2 separate regions of the Sus scrofa genome follow, and region 2 is linked to region 1. A link is a contact called in public HiChIP or PLAC-seq data. All regions are on one chromosome and are shown on one strand. Each heading gives the region's core, a stretch centred on a gene start, on an enhancer-like site or on the middle of the called end of the contact. The rest is flanking DNA. Distances are from core to core; before and after follow the strand shown.

The links. HiChIP or PLAC-seq counts read pairs in DNA pulled down with a chosen protein or histone mark.
Region 2: a contact with region 1 is called in an H3K27ac HiChIP or PLAC-seq map of alveolar macrophages. The contact joins the promoter of LOC110260116 here to the enhancer-like site in region 1. A contact is called at or near these places in 3 of 5 promoter capture datasets (fetal liver and liver), 4 of 47 Hi-C or Micro-C datasets (embryonic fibroblasts, fibroblasts, heart right ventricle and 1 more) and 1 of 2 datasets of contacts at active chromatin or transcription factors (alveolar macrophages).

The regions. Positions count from the first base shown.
Region 1 is chr3:45,007,595-45,014,411 of Sscrofa11.1, forward strand. All of the region lies in intron 4 of LOC106509733 (a long non-coding RNA gene), which reads left to right. Among named protein-coding and RNA genes, the nearest start is that of BCL2L11, 190 kb to the right of the region's middle. Within about 2 kb of position 5,362, at least 7 of the 83 cell types and tissues checked have an H3K27ac peak or open chromatin away from gene starts, as enhancers often do. A contact at or near this core is called in alveolar macrophages, where this site is marked.
Region 2 is chr3:45,197,707-45,205,422 of Sscrofa11.1, forward strand. It overlaps LOC110260116, which reads right to left and starts at 4,649. Exons shown (of 3, transcript XM_021088387.1): 1 at 4,550-4,649; 2 at 3,219-3,915; 3 at 2,260-2,670. The coding sequence starts at 4,649. The coding sequence ends at 2,295. It overlaps ACOXL (acyl-coenzyme A oxidase-like protein), which reads right to left. Exons shown (of 19, transcript XM_021087042.1): 19 at 5,169-6,690. The coding sequence ends at 6,490. BCL2L11 (BCL2 like 11) reads right to left here and starts at 574. Exons shown (of 2, transcript NM_001252194.1): 1 at 193-574. The coding sequence starts at 574.

The DNA of each region.
Region 1 (6,817 bases), core at 4,112-6,611:
CAAACTTGACTGCTGCTCCTCTCAGCTGCTTATAGGAGGCAGTGACAACCTATAATCCTGGGGACCTTGGAAAGACCTTTAGTCCCCTTCCTTTGACCTTGTGAAGGTGGGTGCTGCCTCCCCTACCCCAGTCCCAAGTACCCTCTATCCCCCAAGCCCCAGTTGCTGCTCCATGGCCTTCAGCCCACACCATCTCGGGGACCTGAAGTAGAAAACTCACTTTTTTTTTCCCTGTCTGGGTGCCGCTCAGATAATTTTTAATACCTTCCTTTTTGCTCTTCATCAGCTTCAGATGTATCAAGATGTCCGGAGGGGAGAACTGATTTAACTCTCTGATTAGAAGGAATACTCTTGGCTTAAGCCTCACTCATTTTGAAATCCTGACATTCGCGAAGAAAATCACTCAAGCTCTCTTGTTACTTCCTGTGCTTAATTAAGTGGCTCTGCAGGTGACTCAAGCCTTTTATTTTTCAGAATGACATCAGACTTATTTTCCATTTTAATAGCCCGGTTACTTCATTGATTTTTTTTTAAATCCGATTTCACTTTCTAGTGCAATTTTTTTTATCTGTTAGGTTCCTGCCCCCCTCCATCCCAGGAAATACTAACTCCCTTAGTGGCTAAACTCCAGTTGTTACAAATGCCTCCAGTTTTGTTTTGTTTTGTTGTTTTTTTGGAGCCCGGGGTCCAACATCAGAATTTGAAGAAGAAATTAGAGGTATAATTTGAGGAAGGGCTTACAGGTGTAATTCTTATTTGCTAACTACCTAATTTCACAAAGCGTTGGGGCTATGAATGTAATTCACTCTCTGCAGCTATCCCTAAGAGGGGACTCTTAGTCTTGGAGCTGGCATCTGAGTCCTTGGAAGAAGCCACATCTGGGGAGTCCCACTGTGGCTCAACGGTAAAGAACCCAACAAGTACCCATGAAGATGCGGGTTTGATCCCCAGCCTCACTCAGTGGGTTAAGGATCTAGAATTGCTCTGAGCTGTGGTGTAGATCGCAGACGCGGCTTGGATCTGGTGTGGCTGTGGCTGTGGTGTAGGCTGGTGGCTACAGCTCTGATTCACCCCTAGCTTGGGAACCTCCATATGCCTCAGGCGCAGCCCTAAAAAGACCAAAAAAAAAAAAAAAAAAAAAAAGAAGAAGAAGAAGAAGAAGCAGCAGCAGCCACATCTGGCTCTCAGAGCCCTTCGTGCCCACAGGACCCTCTCCACTCTTGTCACTTGCCCTTCTCTGTTGGAAGAAGAGGATTTCAAACTCAGACACTTGACTGCAGCTTCTTCAATATTTATCAGGCGGCCATGTGATATTTACGAATCTGGAGGTGAAGTGTCATTGCTGTTGGGCAAACTCTGTAGTTTGATGGAGACATGAGAATTACACAGAATTATAACACAGTTTGGACTGAGGGCCTTATAAAAAAGCAGGTACCCAAGGTTTTTCAGGGCACAGGGCATTCATTGTTTAACTTCTCTTTGGGGTTTTGCTTGTTTGATGCTTGGGTGAGCTGGGGGGGGATTTCATTTTCTGCCTGTGCTGAGGGGTTTTCCTCCTCTGAATCTTCACGCCCTGCTTCAGTTTCCCAAAAGGAGCCATTCTGGGGAGAGCAGGGAGTGGTTGCTCCTGGCCCTGCTCATTCGTCAGTGGTTGTGTGAGGGACAGATGCAGAGACCGGCTCACTGCTTCCTCCCAATAGGAAGAGATCTGGATGCGAGAAGGTGAATTTTGTACTGCCGGAAGCTCTTCCTCCCCAAGACTCAGTCACAGCTAGAGAACGTCCCAGGCAGGGCTCAGCTCCCTGCAGGATTTATCTTCTTTTTTTTTTTTTTTTTTCTTTTCTTTTTGTTTTTTTCTCTAAGAAATTTAGTGTATCAAAACTATGGAGATTTTAGATAATGTCAAAGAGATGTACAGATTTTATTTTTAAGAACTGGGACAAGAAGTTACGAGTAAAACTAATGTCATCTCGCTCTTTGTCAAGTCCTTCCTGAATGTTTTGACCTCATGCATTAATGAGTACCAGTCCATATTTATGACAAAGTGTACAAAAAGAATTCTTAACTCTACAGACTTTGCTTTAAGAATATAAAATATGTGAATTTCTCCATCATGTTTGCCTCTTAAGAGCAAGAATATTTGTTTGTTTATTAGTTTTTAGGACTGCACCTGCGGCATATGGAAGTTCCTAGGCTAGGGGTCGAATCAGAGCTGCAGCTGCTGCTGCTGGCCGACATCACAGCCACAGCAATGCGGGATCAGAGCCTTGTCTGTGACCTACATCACAGCTCACAGCAACGCCAGATCCTTAAACCACTGAGCAAGGCCAGGGATTGAACCTGCATCCCCATAGATGCTAGTTGGGCTCCTTACCACTGAGTCATGACGGTAACTCCAAAGAGTATTAACAGAAGTTCGCTATGCTAGTGGTTCCTCTGGTACTTGTGCAGGTCTCTGGGGCTGCAAGTGCATCTTCCAGCACATGTTGCCAAACTCAACATGTCGGGATGTGAATGACACATTTTTTTTTTTTCAATCCAGGAGGAGTCAAAGATATAATGCATGCAGTAGGCACTCATTCACTATGAGTTTTCTTCCTTTTTAAAAATTTGCAGGAGTTCCTGTTATTGCTCAGTGGAAACAAATCCGATGTGTATCCATGAGGATGTGGGTTCATCGATCTCCAGCCTTGCTCAGTGGGTTAAGGATCCGGCCTTGCCGTGAACTGTGGTGTAGGTTGCAGATGAGGCTCGGATCCTCTGTTGCTGTGGCTGTGGCGCAGGCTGGCAACTACACCTCTGATTTGACCCCTAGCCTGGGAACCCCCATATGCTGCAGGTGCAACCCTAGAAAACAAAAAAGTAAAACTAAAAATTTGCATAATGATAATTGGAGGAAATTGATTGGCCACACAAATGAAAGACTACACCCTCTAATGTGTCTTTTCCCCCTGAAAAGACATGCTTGCTGTCTACCTTCTTGCTCTTAGAATGTCCTGCTTCCTCCAAAGGACTGAGATTTACTAATATCCCCGTTTGAAGTAAAGCAGCAGCATGATGAAATAGATCATGGCTTTCCCTTCAAAATGTTCTTTCCAACCTACTGACTATCATCCAAACTTGTCCTAGGCACAGGGTGGGGACACACACTGATGGATGTGGTGGGTGAATGAGAGACGAGTCCAGACTTTAGGGTGTGGGTGAGATAAGAGCTCCCCAAATTGCTGTGGGCTCTCACAGCTTCCCACAACCTGGCTCCAAGCTTCCACTGGGTTAGTTCCATGTGTGATGGTCCTCCAGATTTCTCAGGTCCTCGAATCCAGAGACAAGCCCCAGCTGATGTGCCACAGAATGTCAGTCTTAACATTTGTGGATAGAACAGACTTTACTGAGTGGAGGGGTGGGTGCCGGCTCACAGAAAATATTCAATAAATATTTAGAGGAGGGAGTCATCGCTCCCAGTTAAACATTAGTGTAGACACGTTTGTCCTTCGGAGCCTTCAGTCCCCCACCCCTAAGGATCTTACTCTTCACCCTGCGTTACAGCCCTCCCACCCCTGCTAATAACCAGGGCAACCTGGGTTTACTCCTCATCCTCTCCATTACCCCCTCCCCTCTCCTAGTCCCGCCCACCAGGACTGGTGCGCTCAACCATGCCTTTGCTCCACCCCAGATCCTCTGGGGAGGTGGTAGTTCTGCCCCATATCCTTGTCCCCAGGAGATGGGGAGGATGGAGGAGAGGCAGGAGGGGATGGGAGAGGGGGTTTTCTCAGGACATGAGCTGCCTCACCCTGTCCCCTTGGGCCTCATGCCCGGGTTTCCCTGCCAGAGTTGATGTTTTGGCAGAACGGGCTGCCTCTTGGCCCAGTTCCCGGGACACTAGGTAAACAGGTTGTTATCAGGGATATTGAGGCCGGCCTCTGATGCAGACGCTCTGCCTCATCTGACCTTCTGCTAGGGCTTCTGCCTCCTGGGGCCTCATGGCCCTTTCTTCACACGGCTGGGCTTGTGCTGGCTCCTCACTTTCTCAGAACTGAACATGTTGTTTAGAGACCATACGGCGTAAGTTGTACAACTTAGAAAGAAAAGCAAGAAAGGCTGACATAGAAGGCAGGAGGGTCATTACCTCCAGTGGTGGGAAGGAGGAAGAAGCTGTGTGGGGGACCACAGGACTCCTCTGTAAGATGCTGTCATTTCTTTTCTTTTTCTAAACCATTTAAAAAAATTGAAGGATAGGGTCATTTACAACGTTGTGTTTCAGGTGTCCAGCAAAACGATTCAATTCTACGTATACTTATGTCCATTCTTTTTCAGATTCTTTTCCATTGTAGTTCATTATAAGATACTGAATATAGTTCCCTGGGCTATAGGTCCTTGTTGTTTATCTCATTTATATATAGTGGTGGGTATCTGCTAACCCTAAACTCCCAGTTTATCCCCACTCCTACCCCCTTTCCCCTTTGGTAACCATAGGTTTGTTTTCTGTGCCTGTGAGTCTATTTCTCTTTTGTAAATAAGTTCATTTATATCTTTTTTTTTTTTTTTTTTTTTTTTTTTTTTGTGCCACATCTGTGCCTTATGCCACAGCTGCAGCTGCTGGCCATAGCCATAGCCACAGCAACTCAGGATCCAAGCTGAGTCTGCAACCTACACCACAGCTGATGGCAATGCTGGATTGTTAACCCACTGAGTGAAGCCAGGGATCAAACCCGCATCCTCATGGATACTAATCAATTTCGTTACCTCTGAGCCACAATGGGGATTCCTCATTTATATCAATTTTTAAGATTTCACATATGAGTAATAGCATATGGTATTTGCCTTTCTCTGTCTGACTTAACTTCACTTAGTATAAGCTCTAGGCCCATCCATGTTGCTGCAGGTGGCATGATTTCATTCTTTTTTATGGCTGACTAGTATTCCAGTGTATGTCCGTGTGTGTGTGTGTGTGTGTGTGTGTGTGTGTGTGTGTGTCTGTATGTATAAATATATGAGACACATTTTCTTTTCCATTCCTCTGTTGATGGACACTTAGATTGCTTTCGTGTCTTGGGTATTGTAAATCGTGCTGCTATGAACGCTGGGGTGAAAATGCTGTAGTTTTTTTTTTTATCCTTGAGTATAGATCCTCAAGGCTTTATTTTATGATGATGCTTTAAATGGCTCACATGTGTTTTATGCACTCTTCTGTTTGTGAGATACATTTCACAACACATCCGCGTGATACATTTCACAATAAACATGGCTTTTAAGGGGCACTCCTGCCACAACTACCTCCCCTGCCATCTCTCCAAGGCCAGACAGGACCCACATCTGCCACTGTTGTCACCCTCCCTGCCTTCCACACTGACCCCTAGCCACATCCTGTCCTGGCCACTGTCACATGGCAGCTTTCTAGTCACCCCACTGTCTTCTCCCCTCCCCACCAGTTCAGCACAATACGGAAATTATAAAAAAGGAGGTGTCGGTCGCAGAGACCTCCACTTCCCATTGGAATTCACCTCCACCCTGGTTCCCTCCCAGGCTGGTGAGTCTGTTGAGGAAGGCGTTGACACTTTCTAGAGCCCGCAGGGGGACGAGGGACCCATCCAGGAAGAACCTGAAGTTTGGAATCAGGCAGCTCCACCCCTAGTGGGTGGCACACAGTACACATGACTCTAATTCCTCCCCCCCACCTCCCCCAGGCATCTTAAAGCTCCGCCAGGACCCAGACCCCTGCTGTTCTTGCACCTGACCTTCCAAGTCACCCACTGCACACCATTCCCTGCTCAGGAGCTCCCTGGCCTTGCCTTTGCCCTGCCTGTGAACTCCGTGACCTTTCCTTGACAGTTGTGGAGTCTTTCTGCAAACTGATCAATACCAAGGGAAAATCTTAGTGAATGATAACCCAAACCACCACCTCCAGCTTCTCGGGACTGGGGCCAAGACCCTCTCATGGCCCTTTGGACCCTAAAGCTGCTATTGATCCCACTGACCAGACAAGCGCTTCCCCTTTGAAGTGTGTGTCTACCAGGTGGACGTATTGAACCAAAACCAACGTGTGGATGAGTGTGATGGGGACACCAATATTTGTTGGTTGCCGCCAATGCTTAGCTTGGCAAAGGTGGGAGGACCTTTGAACTGGAAAAACTCGCCTATGTGTCTGCAGATCCTTAAGGAGGATCCATATGCAGTTAGGATGGGGTAGGAGCCAGGCTCAGACTTGCTCTCCCAAACCATCCCGTTCCATCCATGGGATACAGCCCAGAGTGGATGCCTCAGATGGGCTACATACACACCCTCCTTGCCTTGGCCCCTGACCCTGTGTACTCTTGGGCAAGTTGAGTAGCCTGTCTGAGCCTTCATTTCTCTGCTTCACAAGATTGATGAGGCTTAAACAAGACTGTTGAGGTCACCCACCAACCCAGGTCGTGGCACTTCGCTGGTTGCCAGGCTGTGCCAGTCTCTTCCTCCCTCTTTCTTTCCTCTGTGCTCCAAGGGGCACTTACCTCTCTGTGTGAAGGAATATTAGGTTACTCTGAGGCAGCCAGGATTGGCCAGCATCTCCCCTGTTCCCAGAAGCCAGTAGTCCCTGGCACAAAGCCCATTCTAGTCCCCAGTCAGGGGACTCCCCTGTCCTCAGAAGCCCTACCCCAGGAAAATATGCTACCCACCATCCTGGCCTCATGCAAAGAGCCCAAACTGAGGTCTGAAACCACAGCAGCCAGGAGAGCCAGGGGGCCACCCACCCTGAACCTTCATTGTGCAGAGGCAGAAAGAGACCAGAAAGGGCAGCAGATCTGCCCAGGGTTGCCCAGCTTGTCAGCGTCAGGACCCA
Region 2 (7,716 bases), core at 3,399-5,898, 190 kb after region 1:
ACCCCCACTTACTGCTGCACAACTTTTTAAAATGTTGCCTGGATATTTTACTTGGTATAGGCTCCACTCCCCACAAAACATGGCATCAAATCAGCCAACGGAGTCTAGGAAGGGGCTTTGAATGCTACACAGCCTCTGGACAGATACGCAGACAACCACACCTCTGCTGCCACCACCCCGGATATTGCTTACCCATCGCACTGAGATAATGGTTGAAGGCTTGGCAAGGAGGACTTGGGGTTTGTGTTGATTTGTCACAACTCATGGGTGCTGGGCTCCTGTCTGTGTCAAAAGAGAAATACCCACTGGAGGATCGAGACAGCAGGGAGGATCTTCTCACGAAGATGAAAAGCGGGGATCTGGTAGCAAAGGGGCCAGGGCTGGTCGGTGGGGCCAGTGGGCCCTGGGGGCTGCCTTGGGGGCAGCGGTCCCCTTCTCCTTCCGGATTACCTTGCCGCTCTGTTTGTAGAGAGGTGGGGGCCCCAGGCCTGAGCTGAGGAGGCCTTTCCGCAGGCTGCAACTGTCCACCTTCTCTGTCACACTCAGAACTTACATCGGAAGGTTGCTTTGCCATTTGGTCTTTTTTTCTGCAAGTAAAATTAAAACTAGGATTATCTTAAGCAAAATAATAATTATAGCAAATACGTGAATGAGCAAACTTTCACCTATTCGTTAAAAATCCTCAGCATTAATACCAAATACTTTAACATGAAGTCAACATTTAAAGAGAAACAGTTCTCAATACTATCTTCCAAATAAGGATAAAAATACACCTAAATAACAAAGGTATCATTATCTTTGTTGGGGAGTTGAGAGAAGACTAAACTTCTTGCCGCCAAACAAAACACAGCAACAATGTCAATTACTTGTGGAATTGATGCTCTAACACACACACACGTTTTAGGACAGGCCGCTTGTTTGAGGTCTGTTCACATGTGCTCTTTGCTCAGGGCCGACTAGAGTAAGTCAGAAACTCCCAGCAGGCTCTGATTTCCCGGGATCAGATACAGCGCTGGAGCCCAGGAGCGGGCGCAGATGCAGCGATTGCAGGCGGCTGGCTGCGTTCCCCGCTCCGGCCCCATTGTTCTGCCCAAAAGTGCTGAGGACAGCAAGTCTGAGGAAGGTTTGGCAAGGGCCGTCAGTCGTAGTAAGTGCGTCACAATAGAGTTTGTAACTCAGCGCCGAACTGTTGGGCTCCTGAGCTCTCCGTCCGCGGTCCCTCCCGCTCCCGGCCCGTGCGCCCCTCCTCCTGCGGGGAAGGGGGAGGGCAGCGCGCCGCGCTGAACCCGACAGAACTTCTCCGAAATACACTCACACTGTTAGGTGCACACCTACAAACGGGAGGGGGGGGGTCCCCGAAAGCGTTCCCGGGCGCCCCCTGCAAAGTCCACAAGTAACTCCACCCGCCAGGCGGCATCGGGGCGCGCGGGTCCCGCACCCCAAAGACCCTCCCTTCCCAAGGCAGTCAGGCCAAAACTCACGTCCGCCCCTTCCCTTCGGAGCGTCGTGTCCGGGCCCGGGCTCCTCGGCGCGCGGTCCGCGCCCTACGCCGGTTCGGAACCCCCCGACCGTCACCACGAAGGCAGCGCGGGAGACAAAGCCCAGGACTCGCGCTGGGAGACGCCGGGACCGCGCAAAGCTTGCAACTCGCCGCTCTCCCGCCACCGCGCTCCACCGGGCAGCCGAGGGCTCCACGCGCCGCGCCTCTTGCCCGCGCTGCCCCGGCCGCCGCTGCCGCCGGGAACATCCTCCGCCTCCTCCCGCTCCTCCCCTTGCGCACTGCGCCCGCCGCCGCCGGCACCGCCGACCTCCCCGCGCCGCCGGCTCCGGGTGCCCGCGCTCCCAATTGGCCCTCGCGCGGTCGCTCCGCGCTGCAGCCAATCGTCGGCAGCGGTGGGGGCGGCGCCTACCCGACAGGCCGCCAAAGGCGAGGCGATTGTTGACAAACTCGCCGCCCGATCGCGGCTCGGGCAGTGGCCGAGGCGGGAGCCTCCGTGGAGGTTTCCGGGGCCTCAGGGCCAGAGGTTGCCCCGGCTGTCCCGCCCCCCACCCCCACCCCCGGCCGTCCACGCGCCGGGCGCCTCCGCTGTTCCCGCCGCCCCCAAATAGCCGGTCGAGCCGCATGGCGGTCCCCAGCCGCTGACCCTCACCGGGGCCTGTTCGGATGGGGACACTAAGGGCCAGCCCCCTCCTCAGCAGCACCACCCATAGTCCTCCAACTTCCTCCCTCTTTCTCCGCTTGCACCGAGGGACACGCACCAAATCTGAGCGGCCACCACTGGCCACGGACGCGCTTATCCGCGCGCACCCGTGACCGCCGCAGCCGAGGAACACTTTCGGCCCCGAGCCAGGCGTCCGGCGGGCCTTTCACTACCTGCGCCAACCCCGAGTAACAGGTCCCCGAGGGCAAGGCACCGCCAGCCAACACTGCGAATAGGTTGGGCTGCGCTCAGGCACGCCTGAGTCTTTAAGACGGCCCGGCTCTCGGACAGAGCAGGTTCTATCGCCTGCGGCTCCTCCACTGCTTGGACCCGGCGGTCGGAGGAGGCCCTTGGTCTCTCGCCGTCTGTGGATTGTGTGTCTGGCATCATCCGCAGGGCGCCCGCAGACGGGGCAGGGACCCCAGACACATCTGAGAAGGTGAACGCAGCGGTTGCCCGAAACGTCGGCCTGAATGAGTAAAAGGAAAAGCCGAGTCTCCTCAGTTTAAACACCGTCACCTTTCCATAAATCCTTCACCACGGGCCCGCCCCAGAGAAAAGCATAGACGCAAGACCGGCTCATACTTCGCGGCCGCTAGTCCGGGGCCGCTGGGGCTGGAGGGTGGCGAGACTTCAAGGCCGGGTGCGCAGCCCAGTCCAGGGCGGCGGCCCCAGCTCCCCGGCCAGCGCGGAGAACAAGCGCTGCCTCTCCCAGCGGGCCTGAGACACTTCACCACCCCCTCTTGCAGCATCCCCGCGGAGCCGCACTTGACCTAAGGGCTCACAGGCTTTGCGCGGACGCCGCCCCCCCTCCCCCGCGCCCCCCAAGCAGACCTGCCCAAGTGAACCCAACACGTACAGATCGCCGCCTCCCGCTGGAGGATGAGCGGGACGGGTACGCGCCTCTCCGCCTGCACGTGCGCGGGAAGCGGGCTGGAGGTGGCGCCGTGCTGGCTCCACCGCCAATCTTCCATCAGTACCTGGCCTGCTATCCAGGATTCGGAAGTATTTATTTACCTTGCGTTTCTCAGTCCGAGAGTCAGAGTCAGACATTGGGGGGACGAGGGCCAGGGGAAGGGCGCCGAGTGAGTGGCGGCGGCGGGAGCGGGGCGAACCCAGCAGTCTGAAGCGATGCTGGCCGCAGAGAACAGGACGCGCAGGGCGACTGTGAGAAGCCGGTGGTGGTGGCGATAGCGGTGGTGTCGGCGGCGGCGGCGGCGGCGACGTGGGACCAAACGCTCCTGCAAGCTCGAGACCTGGAGGCTGCGCGGAGCGAAGTGAAACCTGCGCAGCCCTGCAGCCCAGCTCAGGCTGGCGGCCCCGAGGCCGCGCCCAATCACCGCGTGCCCCGCCCCCGCTAAATCCCGCCCAGCGCGCGGGCTGGAAAGCCCCGCCTCCGCGCCGCTGCAGCCGCTGACGCGTGCAGGCTCTGACAGGTAAAGGCGGGGGCGTCCCCGCCGGGTTCCCCGCTGCGCGCGCCTACCGCCCTGCCCCCGCCGGGCGTGTTTACTGGAGTGACTTGGCTGCGGATGGCTCAGTGCGCACCCATCCCCCAACTCAAAGTGTAACCTCTCCTCTTCCCCAACCAGCGGTGGCCTAGGAGTGCGCGTGGAACAGAGGGGGCGCTCCGAATACAGTGTAAACCAGACCCCGCCGCTGCCGCCCGCGGAAAGCCTCAGGAGCCCCGAGAGCCCTGGCTCTATATCGGGAGTTTCTCAGCTGCCCTGGGACAGGCTCCGGGACTGGGTTGGTCCAAGGATGAGCTGGGGCAGGGGGAGGGGGGGGCGTCTCTTAGCTCTCCTCCCTTCCATAAGTACGGACTCAGGGCGGGAGCCCCATCTGCAGGCTGCTCGTCTTCCTCGCCCTTGCCTCACCGGGTACTCCTAGGCGCCTTCCCTAAGCTACCCCAAGGGGCACCTAGCTTTTCTCTCGCAGGAAACCACCAGTAAGAAGCAAAGCCAGAGAGCTGAGAAAAGGGTCAGGAGCGATTCCCCAGAGATGTTTTTTTAGGCAACCCGGGTGCGAGGTGGGATGTGAGTGAGCGCAGAGCTGGTAAAATAGGGAAATGAGAAAAGATTTCGGGGGGAAAATCCTTTTAAGAAAAAAAAAAAAAAAAAAAAAAAAGAAAAGGATCGAGAAGAGTCCTGGCCTTCCGATGCAAAAGACGAAGGTACCTCAGATGGTTGCCTCGAGATTTGTTGGGCTCTCAAAGAACTGCCCTGAAACCGTCTCTGAACGTGCTAAGGCCAGAGAAGGCAGCGCAGAGGGCCGTGGGCTGGCGGGCGGCTCATGGAGAGCGGTAGGGAGAGCGCAATACCTCCCCTCCTCCCTGCACGCCTCCGTCCCACTAGTCTTTGGCGTCAGCGGCCCCAGTCCCGCTCCTTCCCTGGGAAACCAAACTCGGTAAACGCCTCCGTCCTCCTCTGGGTCGTCACCCTTATCTGCCATTTCAATGCGCATCCTGCATCCTTTCCTCTGCCCCTCCCTAAGTCGCCCTGTTTTCCCGACACCCACGGTAGAGGAATGGGGGGAAGTCTGTTGGAGAGACCAGGCTAGATGGATTAGAGCCTGTTTAGGGGCCTCTAACTCACACCTCGGAAGGGTCAGTCAATGCAAAGAAGCAAGTCCCACTGTCTGGCTACTTCGGTCAAATTTTATGTTTTGTAAGCAGATGTCAGCGTGATAGAACAGTCCCTAGATTAAAGTCTTCTCAGCGCATCCTCCCAAGAGTCCTTAGTGAAGTAAAAGAGAACCAGGGTTCCTGGAGGGATTTGAAGACGCTAGCCAGGCTCCCCCTGGGGATTTCGCTGTAGAAGGGAAAGGACGCGGGTGTAGTCGCGGCTAAGTGGACACAGAAGGGAGAGGTCTACAGAGCTTGGGGCTCTGGTCAGCGGTCTAGGTAGTGGCCGCAGGCGAACTCTGTGCCTTAACCGCCTGGAGTGGTACCTGGGGAGAAAAGAGACCAACCTGCTGTGCCCTGCTGGGAGCCCCAAATCTGCCACGCGCCAGACTGCTCCATGCTCTCCGTGGCGTTGAACCGCGCAGACAAGGGCCGGAAAAGAACCACACAGAAGAAACCCTGACGGTTGTCTTCTGCTTCTGTGCAGCTCCGCCGCCCCCGCGTCGTCTGCTCTAGTGACCCAGCAAACACTTTAAAAAACAAAGGAGTGGGGGGAAGCTGCCGTCTAAATGCTCTTATTTGGGACACAACCAGGAGGTCGGCTCGGAGGCGGCTGTTCGTGCAACCCAGACTGTGCGGAGGAGCATCGGCCAAGAGCCCAGAGTCGGGCGACCGCAAGCCCTTCCCGCCCTCTTCCGCAACCTCAAGAAGGGGCAGCGTAAGAAGGGGCCGGTAAATAGTAGGTCTCCGCTTCGGTCCTGGAGGTCGTCGCCCTTGTGGACACTAGCAGAGCAGAGTCCCCTTCAGCCTCCTCCACGAGATGTGAGGGAGAACGGAGGATGGCTTGGACTGAAAAGGGAGAATGAAGTCGGGCGACATCTACGGCCTTCGCTGGAACCACAGGCGTCGCCGGCATGGGCTCTCCAAGTTCGGAAGACAACTTAAGGCAGTGTAGTCCCCATCCTCTGCAAGCAGCGGCAGCGCCTTACCAACAATTACTTTCTTTATTAAGCTTTGTCTATATTTATGATCTCCTCAAAAGTAGGTTACACTTTCATTTGGTAAAAATGTTTTCCACGCCTGCGGTCCATCAGGAAGCTGTCTGCCTGGGAGGACGAGCCCTAGGTCGTGATTTGCCCAGAGCAAAACTCCAGGCTCACACTCCTCTTGCCCTGATCTTGTGTTCCCAAGGGGGTCTGATTTACTGGAAGAGCATCGTTTGCTGAACTGAACCTTTGCCCGAGGGTGTTTGATTTTTATGCTTTTATTCTTTTTTTCTACCCAGCACCACAGTCTTTACAAATCACTGGGAATCTGAGTCACCACTGACAACCGGAGACCTTTGGTGGCAACCAGCTCTAGAGCGCGCTCAAAGGGGAGCCCACTCAGCCTAGGGGTATCTGCTGCTGAAGGCGGCAGAGGTCGTGGCCAGGCCAGTAGAGGTTACTGGGAGCGGATAAAATGCTGCACTCCCGGGGCTGCTGCCTGGCTCCCTTTCCCAACAGCCGCAGTGCGCTTCGCCAGCTTCTGCGGGATCCCCTCTCCACGACCAAAGTCCCTGAGCGCCGCGGCGCAGCGCATGCCAGCTGGCCTCGGGCCCCAGCTTCCAGGCGTCTGAGAAGCGTAGTGGCAGCTGCGGGCGCGCCACCACCCTTCCCGCCACATCCGCTATAACTTGGCTCCCAGCTTGGGCCGCGGAGACCGCGCTCCTTCCCGGGCCAGGAGATGCGGAGGTGCTGGGTAGAAGGCCCAGGCAGCCATCGGGTTGGGGATTCCAGCGATTGGTGCGTGGAGGGAGGTGTGCGGGATGTTAAAGGCGGAGATCACCCTCAGGGCATCATCCTTCACCGAGTCGCACAAATCGAGCAACTGCAAAACACGACACAAAGAGACAGGTCTGATGTTGGCTCACTCGTAGCGATCTGTGCCACGGCTTTACGCCCACCCGCCAGGCCCCAGGCAAACCCAGCAGCCGCTGACACTAGCTTCCCTTCCGATTTTCCGAGACCCAGGAGGGTAGAGGCTACTGGTCACCCTCACAAAACTTTTTTTCATCTTAGGAATGACTAATTCTGTGACATTCAGTCTGGCGGAAGCCAGATGATTCTGTAAAGGGATGGAAGTGAGCTCCGAATTAGCAGGGAGCTGGACACCAAAATCGACTTTCCCCTTTCCAGCCCTTCTCTCTCCTCTCCCCCTCTTCCCCTCTCCGCCCCACCTCCAGTCCTTTCCCTTTCCCTCCGCTCCACCTCCAGAGTGCCTGGGGTGCCACCCTCTGGCGCACAGAGGCAAGTGAACAGAAAGAGCCCCAGAACAGGTGAACCAGTGTAGGCGACCTGCCCCAGTTCTATCCCTACTAGCGCCTCCCACTCCTGGCTGGCCACGGTTCCGAAACACCTGCCTAGTGGGACTGGAGGACTAAGAACGGGCATAGGCAGCCTTGTGCACCTTCTACCTGGCTGCTGTGCCCCAGCTACCTGTTGGGGGGAGGGGATTAACACCAAGGAACCCCGCTGACACCCTCCAAGTTCCCACAACCTCAGGAGGGCACAGAGAAGATTTCCCCAGGCTTCCCCACAGAAGGGGGAGGGAAATGCAGGCCAGTGGTTTTGGAGGAGCTGCAGTGAGTGTGTTTTTATTTCATTTTCCATGGTTTAGGTGCCAGAAAAAAAAACTATCAAAAATAACAGATTGTTTTTCTAAAACTTGGCAAAAGGGTAGGGCAGAAGAACAGCTTTGCTTTCCACTTTCCTCCATTTTTCAAGTTTTCAGCCAGCTGTAAACTTCCTTCGCTCACCAAATTAGTTAGCCCCCAGGTTTTATGGGTTATTTTTAGGGTTTTAAAAACATCACTTACACCAGCCCCACCTTTGCCCTCATGGTGGCGACCCTCGC